Linked DNA regions of Gossypium hirsutum: region 1 is linked to region 2. Evidence: chromatin contacts called from public Hi-C data. All regions are on one chromosome and are shown on one strand. The core of a region is the stretch at or near the end of the contact, and the rest is flanking DNA. Distances in the headings are between cores, read along the strand shown. Region 1 holds the start of LOC107957347. Region 2 holds the start of LOC107909266.

Evidence for each region. A called contact is a pair of places that touch in the nucleus more often than the background predicts.
Region 1: a Hi-C map of leaf shows a contact between it and region 2, with 3 times the contacts expected there. The contact joins the promoter of LOC107957347 here to the promoter of LOC107909266 in region 2. A contact is called at or near these places in 5 of 34 Hi-C or Micro-C datasets (callus and leaf).

The regions. Positions count from the first base shown.
Region 1 is chrA01:60,422,958-60,428,630 of Gossypium_hirsutum_v2.1, reverse strand. LOC107957347 reads right to left here and starts at 4,154. Exons shown (of 1, transcript XM_016892855.2): 1 at 2,330-4,154. The coding sequence starts at 3,979. The coding sequence ends at 2,666.
Region 2 is chrA01:59,863,013-59,869,161 of Gossypium_hirsutum_v2.1, reverse strand. It overlaps LOC107909266, which reads right to left and starts at 2,252. Exons shown (of 1, transcript XM_016836737.2): 1 at 936-2,252. The coding sequence starts at 2,085. The coding sequence ends at 1,186.

The DNA of each region.
Region 1 (5,673 bases), core at 2,905-5,404, 560 kb before region 2:
ATTAACAAAAAAATAATTTTGATTAATTCAATGACTAAATTTAACAAATTAATAGTTGAGTTATAAAAAAAATTAATTTTTTTTTAATTTCCAAGCAAGCGAACATAAAAAACAAAGGGATGTGGTTCTCCACACATATCATGAAACTTCTATACATGGTTCACTGTTCAAAGCAGTAGTATTTTTTAGTTGTGGTAATAGATTTGTTTCCAATTATAAACGGATGTTGAATTAACGTGCTTTAATGATTCAGATTTATTTTTAAGATCTAATAATGATTCTGGTTTATTTTTAAGATCCATTGGATCGCCCCCCTAGACATTACACTGTAATAGACACTGTCAAGATGTTGGCAAGATTATTAGAGCTGGACTCTTTTGAGGTATGTCTCGGTTTCAACTTTCAGGAAATAATGCTGTAAGAATGAAAAGAACTTTCGAGGTCAAGTGTTTGATATCAAATTATGAGCAGATTGCTTTAAACTTGGAAATTAATCAAACCCAACCTGACAACAATTGTCCACTTTGATTTGAGAACCTCAGGGTTTTGTCACAAGTACTGGCTTAAGTGTGTCTGAAAGTTTTCAGATATGAGACGGCAAAGTGTCATAATAGATATATTACAAGCCAAAAGATGGGAAAATTATGAACCTCATTATTCAGTCTTTAGGTAACATTGAATGCAGAGTTTTTCCATTGGTTTCCATTTTCAGATTCTCACAAATCCTCTCAACAAAATACAACATAAACAAACAAAAGAGCAGATTCAACTAGTTACTACAAGGAAGTATGATGCTACGAATAAACAATTTCGGGCCTTTTAACATAATAACATATTCATAGGCTGCACGGAATGATTCACACTAACATAATCACCAGTTGATCTTGCATATTCCCAAGTTACTGAACATCGAATAATTCAATATCCAACTACACTCAAAAAACAAAAATAAACAACTAAGAGAAAAAAAGAAGGCAATCAACGAATGAACACCGATTCTCTCTCAAATATTTGGTTAAGAATCATACACCACAATTGGCATATAGTTTGATTCTTGTATTCCATTCTTTCCACAGCTTATTGGATGTCTAAACTGTCTATAACAAGGTGAATTAAGTACAGAAACTCATTCTTCGTATGGCAACAAATCTACACTTCATCCATCCACACTTTGCTCAAGTGACCAAAAATTATTGACAAAATTTGGTGGTTCCACATTAAGGACAAAAAGATACTTGTTTCAAAAATTCAAAGCATTATGACAAAATGCAGCCTACTTATATACATTTGTATCTGATAATCATAAAAAGGTCAGCCAACACTGTCAGAAAACATGCATGGATAAGGCTTATGATGAGATCTTCCTCCATATGAGAAACAAGATTTCAAAGGCCAACGGCCAAAAGCTTCAGATTACCTGTAACATGGACGTAAAAGCATTTCAAAGGTGCAAAGCCCCAAAGCTTCTTTTAAAATCCAAAAGCAGTACCATTGAACCTGTCCACTCCAGCTACATTGGCAGAACAAACGCTTCATACATGCTGCTAGCCCCCACGATAGCCAAAAACATTGGAATAATGAAATCCATTTTAAGGATAATGATCATAATTTAAACAGGACTTCCTCATAAAAAGTCTATTAGATTCATTTGTCTCATGTAGACCCTTTAAAACTTAATTCAGAATGCCAACTGATTGAACTCCAGAATACTCCACAACTTGGCAACAGTTACAAGCAAATTTCCGTAACCTTTTCAAAACCAGCAATGCAACCAGGAAACAGGATAAAAATGCACAGCCTACCTCAATTTACACAATCTTGGGTGATTTTATCTCACTTCTCATTACAGCCCATGCCAAACACATCATTCTAACTTAGGTTTTACCTCATTCTGATACCCTAGCACAAAAGCAACATCTAATATTTGCTAAAATTGCATGCCACACCCCAATATACTGCCCACTACAGCATAAAATGCAGATGTACCAGCATGCCTCCACTCAATTTCTAGAACTTCTTTTCCAACAATAAAATGACAAATCAAAAAAAGTCATAGCCATATCAAGCATATATGATCAGCATCTTATAACCAAAAGCATCAATTAGAAATAGGGTAAAATCAAAGCTAATTCACATTAGCATACGTTCTAAACATAATAGCATCATTACTGTACTCATTGATACCAGCAAGGAACAAATACTGCAAGCCAGTAAACACCAATTGATTGCAACAAAATATACAGACAAAAGCAAATATAGTGCCGTGCAAATGAAGTAATTCACATTAGCATACGCAAGAAGATACGGGGAAAAGACCACAGCACAAAGATAACGTTCTAAACATAATAGCATCATTACTGTACTCATTGATAGCAGCAAGGAACAAATACTGCAAGCCAGTAAACACCAATTGGTTGCAACAAAATATACAGACAAAAGCAATTTTAGTGAAAATATACAAAGCAATGTATTGCCTCATGATAAAATCAAACGTATATGGAACGCATTGGCAGGTTCTTACACCAAACAATGGCAGTATGGCATCACTCACTGCAAAAAACCAGGAAGACACGACACGCTTGATTAGATTATCTGTATCTTCAGTGTCACAGTCGAAATTACCATCTGCAAAGGCAAGTTCAACCCATTTTTCCCCAGTTGATTATCATCTAAGTCCATCAACCAAAACCTCCAATTCTCTCCTCCCATACCTTCTACCCGCTGCACTAGCTTCCCTACACCTCACCATAAAGTAAAATATCAACCAAGCCACCATGAAATACAGCTCCAAAGCAGCCTGAATAACAGTAGCGAAAAAATGATCCCCACCTATATAAGTCAAAACCCACATGGCAATAGCTTCATAGCACTTGATCTGTATCGCTTGGTTCAACAGTGTTGACATCAAATAACAACCTTCTTCAATAATTTCCCTCCCGGTTCTTCTCGAATCGACAATGGCAATCCAAGCAGCTAGAGAGAAAGCGAATGCAACTAAAGTATCCACCAAGAACCACGTAAACAAAAACCCTGAAATCTCCTTCTCAAAACCCCTAATCCACGGTGACATAACCGAAAAAGGCATCAACTTTAACCTAACAAAAAGCTTGAAAAACGAGTAGTGATCCTCAATTTCTCCGAAATACCATAATCCAAGAAGCTGAGTTACCGCGTCTCTTACCGCCCATTTCATTAAAACGAACCCAGTGAGTCTTTTTAATCCCACTTTTGACCCATCCAAAAAAGCCCCAATAAAGGAAACAAATCTTCCAATCAAGTCATTAACAACTGTAACAAAAAGAACACCCAAAATCAAAGAGTAAATCGTTGTAAACCCTAGAATCACCCACCCATACGAAAACGATAAAAAGCTGACGAGGAAAAAAAGCGTCGCTGCATCTTGACGGCCCAACTCAAATCCTTTATACACGAACTGAAAATCCACAACTCTTTCTTCTTGTTGTTCCCCTTCATTTCTTTCATATTCAAAGGGGCTAGTCTTGAATTTAACACCGTGACGAACAATCTCCAGCAACAGAATCCCGTTATCCGCCACGGAATGCGAAAATCCCAATCTAGTGTCAAAGTTGTAAAGAATAACCGGCGTAGAATTGATGGGGCGGTTAGGAAAAGAACCAAAGAGGGAGCGGTCCGGGTGATCATCGTCGGAAGAAAAGAAGTCGTCGTCGAGAGTACCGACACGGGTGAGGTGAAGGAAAGGACGGCGAGTAGGGTGAAGACGCGCGTGGGGGTGGGAAGGATGAAGGTCGAGGCGGGAAAGAAGGGATTTGAAAGAAGGGTCACGGTCGATGAAGGAAGTGAGGAGAAGGGAACCGGATTCAACTAAACAACGGAAAGAGAAGAGGAGTAAAGAAAGGAAAAGGATTGTGAAAGGGTGGGCGTAGAAATGCACGGCGGCTTGTCTTAGGACCTGGGAGGTAGATCGGATTTGGCCGAACCGGTGGTGGTGATCCGTCATGGCAGTCTCCGGTGGGTTCAGATTTTATGGGAAGTGAAGAAGCATTGGTGACGATTTAGATGAAATTAGAACGGGGTCCCGTTTTTCTGATTTTCTATATCTGTCAATATATATTTTGGGTCTGGGCCTTTGAAATTATCGTGGGTCCATGTTTAATATTAAATTTCGTGTTATCAACGTAAATACTTGTCTAAATCCGACGTAATCTGAAATGTGATTCGTATTTTGCTTAAATTCATTCAGACCTCTGTTGAAAAAAGAAAAAGAAAAAATTCACACCTAAATTTATTTAGACGGTAAGCTTAAACGTTTTTAAAAGAAATGTAAGCTTAAACCTAGTAATTTAATCATATCATACTATACCATATATATTATATTTCAAGGTATTAGATTGTATGTATTATATTTCAACTGGTTGATATAAAAGTTTAGAGCTAGCAAATAGGCTGTTTCGGATTGGGCTTATTTTTAGATTTAAATTTTTTTAGATTTGATTTCTTTTCGAGTATAGATCAATTTTGATTCAGGTATTTTCAAGTTCAAATCTATTATAAAATTGAATTTTCAAATTTGGTCTCTTTCCGATTTGGAGATTTTCAGATTTGAGCTTGGATCGAACTGGGCAAGTTCTAACATATTCAAATAATCTTGAATTTTATTATTTATAAATATTTTAATTTCAAATGTAATAATTCATTTTATTTTTATACGATGATAACACAATTCAATTTTCCTTATAAAAAGCATAAATTATATATATTTAATAAAATTCTTTCATATAAATTAATTAAAGTGGTTATTGTATCTAAAATTGATTATTCTATGATATTATATGAATCAACAAAAATATTTTTTATTTTCTATTATTATATTATATTGACAATTGAATAACTTTTTATTTTTCTTATTAAATTTATAAACTTAATACCTATTCTAAAATATTTATTCCAAAACTAAAATATATTATAGTAAGCTCAAACCCAAATAATATACTCATTATCACCCAAATTCAAAATAAACTAAGTATAATCCAAGTCTAAAATAAAAAGAAATTAAACTCAATACTTAATTACTAATTATAAAAGTTAAAGCCCAATTTAAAATTAAATTTCATAAAAATAATATTTTATTAATATATTAAAATTCTAATAATATTTTATGTATTGCTAGTTATAATCATAAACATGTATTTACTAAATTACACGTAACTATTAATGACATATCTTTTATTATAATCTATAATATAATAATACTTATAAATACTAATACTTATAAAATATATTATCTTGTTATGGAATACTATATTACATACTATAATAGTAAAGTAGAATATAATATATTAATTATTATCATATATTATTGTTTATTATTATACTCGTTGAAATAGGCTCTAAGTCCCTATACTTTTTAGACATTTGAAAATTATCCCTACTACTACATTATATAATATTATATCATATCATATCATATAGTATATAATATATTGATAGTTTTTATATATGCATCAATGATTAAATATTATAATATCATGTAATTCTATATCTTTTATTGTAATCTATAATATAATAATAGTTATATATAATAGAAGTAAATTATATATTAATTATTAATTATTAATGTTTATTATTATACTATTTGAAATATGCTCTAAGTTCCTATACTTTTCATAGATTTGAAAGTTAGCCCTCTTACTA
Region 2 (6,149 bases), core at 1,003-3,502:
TATAGGGATAGGATATTTTTGGTGCTCTTAACGACGTATCAAAATTAAAAAGTAAATTAATTAGACTCAATATAAAACTGCCCAGCTATCCCACAAGAGGACTAATTGTTGCGGTACAAGTATTCCCCAATACTTGTTGTTGGCTTTAAGGTGCCATAGTTCGAGTAGGACTCACTTTTTATTGAGTAATTATTATGTTGGGTAAACTACACAGATAACCACTCAACTATCAAAAACTTTCATTTTAAGTACTCAAAAAAAAAGTTACAGTTTAAGCACCCGCGTTACATAGTTCTGTCATTTGGGTTACTCCTATTAAAATCACAAACGACAAGTTGACGTGACAGTTAAAAATCGGTATAATAATAAATTTAGCCCTCAACTTTTATATATTATACCGATTAAGTCATAATTTAAAAAAAATTATCCCTCAAAATTTACAAATGGTCTCAATTTTTTGTAGGGGTTAAGAACTTCCCATCCATTGTCCCATTACTAAGTAAAAAATTTAGCCCACCACGATGTATTTAATTAGAACTAAAATGATAAATTTTATAAATACTGAGGGCTAAATTTGTTAATTTTTTTATATTTAGAATCAAATTGATAAAATGTGTAAACATTAGAGGGCTAATTTTGTTACTAGACCAATAAAAAAATGCCACATCAATCAGAGTGACTAAAAAATTTAATTTCAAAAAGTTTAGTGACTAAATTAAAAAAATTAATAGTTAGGTGACCAAAATAGAATGGAAAGCATAGTTGAGTGATCGTTTTATAATTTACCCATAAAAATAACGTTCAGCATTTTTCATGTCATAATTTACTAGAAAAATTAACAAAGGGACTAATTTACATATTTTAAAATATATAAAGATTAATTTATCTATTTTTTAATAGAAAAGTTGAAATACTATCCATCGTACTTTCCTAATATATACAACACTTAAATTCCAAATAGCATAGTTTAATTATAAAAGAAAGAGATAGAAATTGAAGTAGTTACATTTACAATTCAATCTCTACAACTCTAAAACTTCATTTCCTCCGGTCCAAGTTAAGCATCTAAATTTCTTATAAACAGAAGATTAACATCATCTTCGATATTTCAAAATCTAATAACACCCCCCCCCCCAAAAAAAAATACTTCAGATATATTAATAAAAAACCAATCTAATTAATAACTTAGTCAAGATTCTTACAAGCACATATCAATAATGAGAATTCACCTCTTTCTTGATGTTCTCCAAATTTGGCCTTTTTTTCTTCTAACCAAAGCCTGCTATCTAATCCGCTCCTTGTCCTAAACATGAAAACAGCACACTTTGATGTTCGGTTAAAGAGCCAATCATGCAAATCCCACATCATATCTATCAATAATCCATCCAAAAAGATCACTTGATTCCCTCTGAAATTCCACCTCAATCTCTTTACTTGAAACACCTTCTTTTTACCAATGGTGACACAAAATTCAGGGTTTCTCCAAACCTTTCGTTTTTCTTCATATTCTTCATTGCATTTGATTAAAATTTCATGAACCAATCCTTCCTCACAAAATTGAGCCTTGGTTGAATAAACGCTAGTGGTGCCTATGAAAACTTCAGTCCTTGAAACCAATGAAAAATTGGATGTTGCCTTTTCTTCATTGTTGGTATGAATTATATCCCCAAGAGATAAACAAAGTTGGGAGTCAACTAAAACAAAAAGTGAAAACCTGGTGCTTGGTTCGGGTCCATTCATATACTGAGCATTGGAAACATCCCAAAAGACTTCAATCTCTGAATTGCAAGCTTTGAAGGTTTTGCTGCCTTTGCTCTTTGAAAGATGGTAGGAATTGTGATCGAATTTCGATGGGGTTTCGCCAACCGCGATCGTTAGGCCTCGGCCTAGGAGATTGTTGCACCAGGTGAGGGCGATGAGGAGGTTTCTTTGAGAGGAGATTTTAGCTTTGTATATACATTTTACAGTGTTTGGAGTTGAAGGGGTAAGGTTGGGGGTGAGACAAGGTTGATTTGATGGCCTTGAACAATAAGAATCCGACACTTTGATAGCATGTTCATTGTAACAAGATGCTATGCTCCTCATTGTAAGAGAAAATCCCAGAAAGAAATTGGAAATTTTAGGCCTTTCTCCCCCTCTTCTATTGGAATAAATGCTGGTGAGACAGAGGCTTAAAGAAAGGCGCCTTTTAACTCTTCCTTCCCTCAGCCACAAGAAAATTGACTCATTGTTTAGTTACTCTTCCTTGTCAATGGCTTTTAAAAGAAACACTTTGCAATAAGCAAGTAAACGGGACTTTAAAATTATTCTAATTAAACCTTTGAGCCTTTGGGTGTTTACTGCCAGTTTAGATCTGTCATGAAATATATATTACATGGCATTGACAATTTAGATTTAAAATGTTATAAAATATATAGCACTAAAAACTTTAGTTTTCTTAAATTTTAATCATACAATTTATTTAAATAAATTAATTTTAAGTTTTTCATACAATATATACTCACATGTTTAAACTTTGATACATGTTTTTTAAATATATTCCAATTTGAAATAACATTTAACAATCAAGCTGATGAGTAAGTTGACAAAATAACCTTATTAATATGATAATAATATTTTGAGAGCTATTTTAAATTTATATCCATTTGTAAATATTTAATACAATTAATCTTAAAAATATTAATTACTCTTAAAAAGGATTGTTTATTTGAAAACTTTTTAACGGAATTTTCTTCTTAAAAGAATTGGAAGATGGAAGGTGGAAGAAATTGCTATTCTCTGTGTTATCCCATGTGGACAGTTTTCTTTTTTCAATTAATTGCTAGTGGAAAATGGAATTAAAATGTAAAAAAAAAAAAAAGAAAACAAAAAAACTGAAATCCATGTCCCTAGGTGAAGCCAGGAGTGTACATTAAATACGATTCTTCTTTAACCTTATAAATTTTGCATTCAATGAAAATTAAAGGCCAAACGTCATTTACTTTTTGTTCTTTAGCTTCATGTGCCTCTTGATTAGAATAATTAAGAATCTAATTAAATTAACATCAATTAAACTTTTGACCCTGATCATCCCACCATAAAAATATATAACTTTAAATTCTTAATAAAAAAACTGAATATAATATAGGATAAAAATGATGAGAATAATAATAACCAAGTTGAAGTTGAAGCCGTAAGGTAAAACAAAAGGAATTTGATGAACACATGGGATTGGGGGTTTACTGGGAATGCAATTGGGCCTCAATTGATGATAGTGATATTCTTTTGGTCCTACAAAATTAAAATCCGTCTTCAGATTCACCTACTAACAGCTATATAGTAAAGGCAACGATGGGTGAAGTTATCCCATTTACACCCCCACCCATCAGTTACAGAATATATCTCTACAACTCTTATTAATTTGTTGTTAAATTGCAATATAGCTCCCCATTTAATGATTACATATGCTAACCGTTTTTATCACGGTACTGAATTCTGTTTCGGTACTGTTTGTACCGGTCAGAACAATTCGTTTTGGTAGTAAACTGAAATAAACTTCAATTTCGTTCCGGTGCAAATTCCGGTCTATACCGATGTTTATTGGTTGACTTTGTCTATACTGGCAGGTACCAAAAAAATAATTTTAAAATATATCTTAAATCTTAAATTTTTATAATTTTTTTAGATTTTTTGAATTATGGATTATTGCATGTAGTATGAGATGATCTTATTGTTTAATTTATTGTATAATTTTTTTCATGTTTATGTTGAGTTTGTTTGATGATGAATTGTATTTGTGGAGCTTATTAAAGAATATTTTATGTAATTTATGTGTATTTTATATTTGAAATTTATTTAATATCATTTTTTGATATTTGAAAATATTTTTTGTATACATATATCAAATATTTTTAAAAAATAATGATAAATTCAAAACAATATACAAAAATAAACTGATATCAATATTTATCAATTCTAATAATGTAGTATTCATAGATACAATACTTACTACTAAACAAAAAATCAATAGTCCAATCGGGAATCCTTTTCACCAGCTAAGAATAGATTGTATTAAGATGATCTTCAGAGTTTGATTGATATCTTTAGTTTATTAAATATTTTACTAATGATGGTAATTGTTGAAATTAACCTCCTCAAAAAAAATATAATTTTTATTAATCTTAACCTATCCTAATGATATTTATTATGAAAATTTTAGTTTATTATCAAATAATTCGTAATTTAATCTCTTTAAATTTCTAAATAATATTAATTTATTTTAAACAAAAATGAATACATTTATTTTAAAATTAATATATGATTAAATATAAAATAAGTTTTAAACATTTAATGTATTTATTTAAAAAAATTTAATGCATTTAAATTAGAGTATAAATAAAAAAACTTAATTCAATAATACTTACAATAAATTTAAATTTTGTTCCACTCATATGCTTTAACTTTTTAACTATACGATAAAAATTATTTTTCCACCTTTATTCAAAATCGCATTATCATAGAGTAATTTTTTAAAAAAAAAATACATTCCTAAAATATGAAAATCTCTCTCTCATCGAATAAAAAGGTGGTTTGGTTTTTACATGTTCAGGTTTGTGTTGCTCCTATCATCGATTAGGGTCTGTCCCTTTCCCAAATTGAAAAATTGTAATTCTAATTTCTCTATAAATGATAATTTATAAATTAATATAAAGAAAATTATATTTTATCCTTCTCAAAAAATGAAAAATATTTTATTTAGCCCTCCAAAAATAATAAAATAATAAATTAGCACATAATAAAATTTATATTTGATATCGCAAAAATTTATAATTTAATATTGGATTCCTAAAATTTTTTTTAGATTCGTCCCTACAAATAATGTTGTCTCTAAAGTTTAAACTTTATTCTCTCCTTAGGAATGCAATGTACCTTATCCTACATCCAATACTTTTTCGTAAAAATCCCCTTATTATTATTGTTATATAACCTAATTAAAGTATTTGTATATGTTGACGACATTTTCCGGAGTTGTCTCAATGCTGAAGAAGGAGAATACTTTTAATATAAGCGAACGAGAATGATTATCAAAATCCCGATAGTTGCAATAAGGAGGGAAAAGCATCCGAATCCGGATCATTTCAGATAGTAAGTAGCCTGGGAATACAGAATATAAGATGGAGTAAAAGGAATGACTTGGATAGGGACTTTTCTTAGACTCTTCAGACTTCAGTAGAGGGAAAAGAATGTGCACAGTTGTCATGAAGATAAACATTGGATTAGAACATTCTAATAAGAGAAAGGTTCAGACAGATATGGTGTAATGAAATTTTCCAATATCTAAGAGATTGTATTTTGCATACCAATTCTTATCGTGTTATGTTATTATAACTTACTTCATTTAGAGCTCAAATTGCAAAGCAAAACATTTTCCACCCCACATTGTCTTCCCCCATAATTACCCATGAATTGTGCTCAACATGTTGGAGACAATATTTAGTTTCAAGCTTCTTCAACCTAGGAAGCTGTCGTCCCAACTTTTTTTCATTATATATATATATAAATGAGATATATCAATATAAACACATATTTAATTATATAAATCCATGGAGGCCTGTATTGCAATAAGTTTAATTTTACTTCCCGGCAGTAAGTTCCAGGCTTTACTTATAAAGTAGTTAAATTATAGTTTTAGTCCCTAAACAATCCTTGAATTTTGTTTATATATTTTAATTTGACATCTTGCTATAATTAATATTATAGCTTAGCCCAAATTAGTATACCATAAAAAAAATCCGTTAGTTGGATATGAGATTTTTTTTTTAATTATTCAAATAATTTGGTTGAGCTAGATTTTCTTTCCTTTTCTTTTCTTTTTAAAATACCAACAGTGAAAAAAATATTTTGATAATTATAATTTTACCTTTTAAAGAGAATTTTGGATTTCAAATTTTAAAAATTTCCACATCAGCCAACTAATGAAAATTTTTAACGACATTAATGATTTGAGCTAAAGCATAAAATTAATAATAAGTCATATATATTAGTTTTTTTTTTCTAATCATGTGTAATAGTTAAAATGTATTATATTTCATATGTAAAATATGTATTGATTATTTCAATAATTAAGAAATAATTTAATAGTTCGAAATATAAATTTTACATTAAAATTT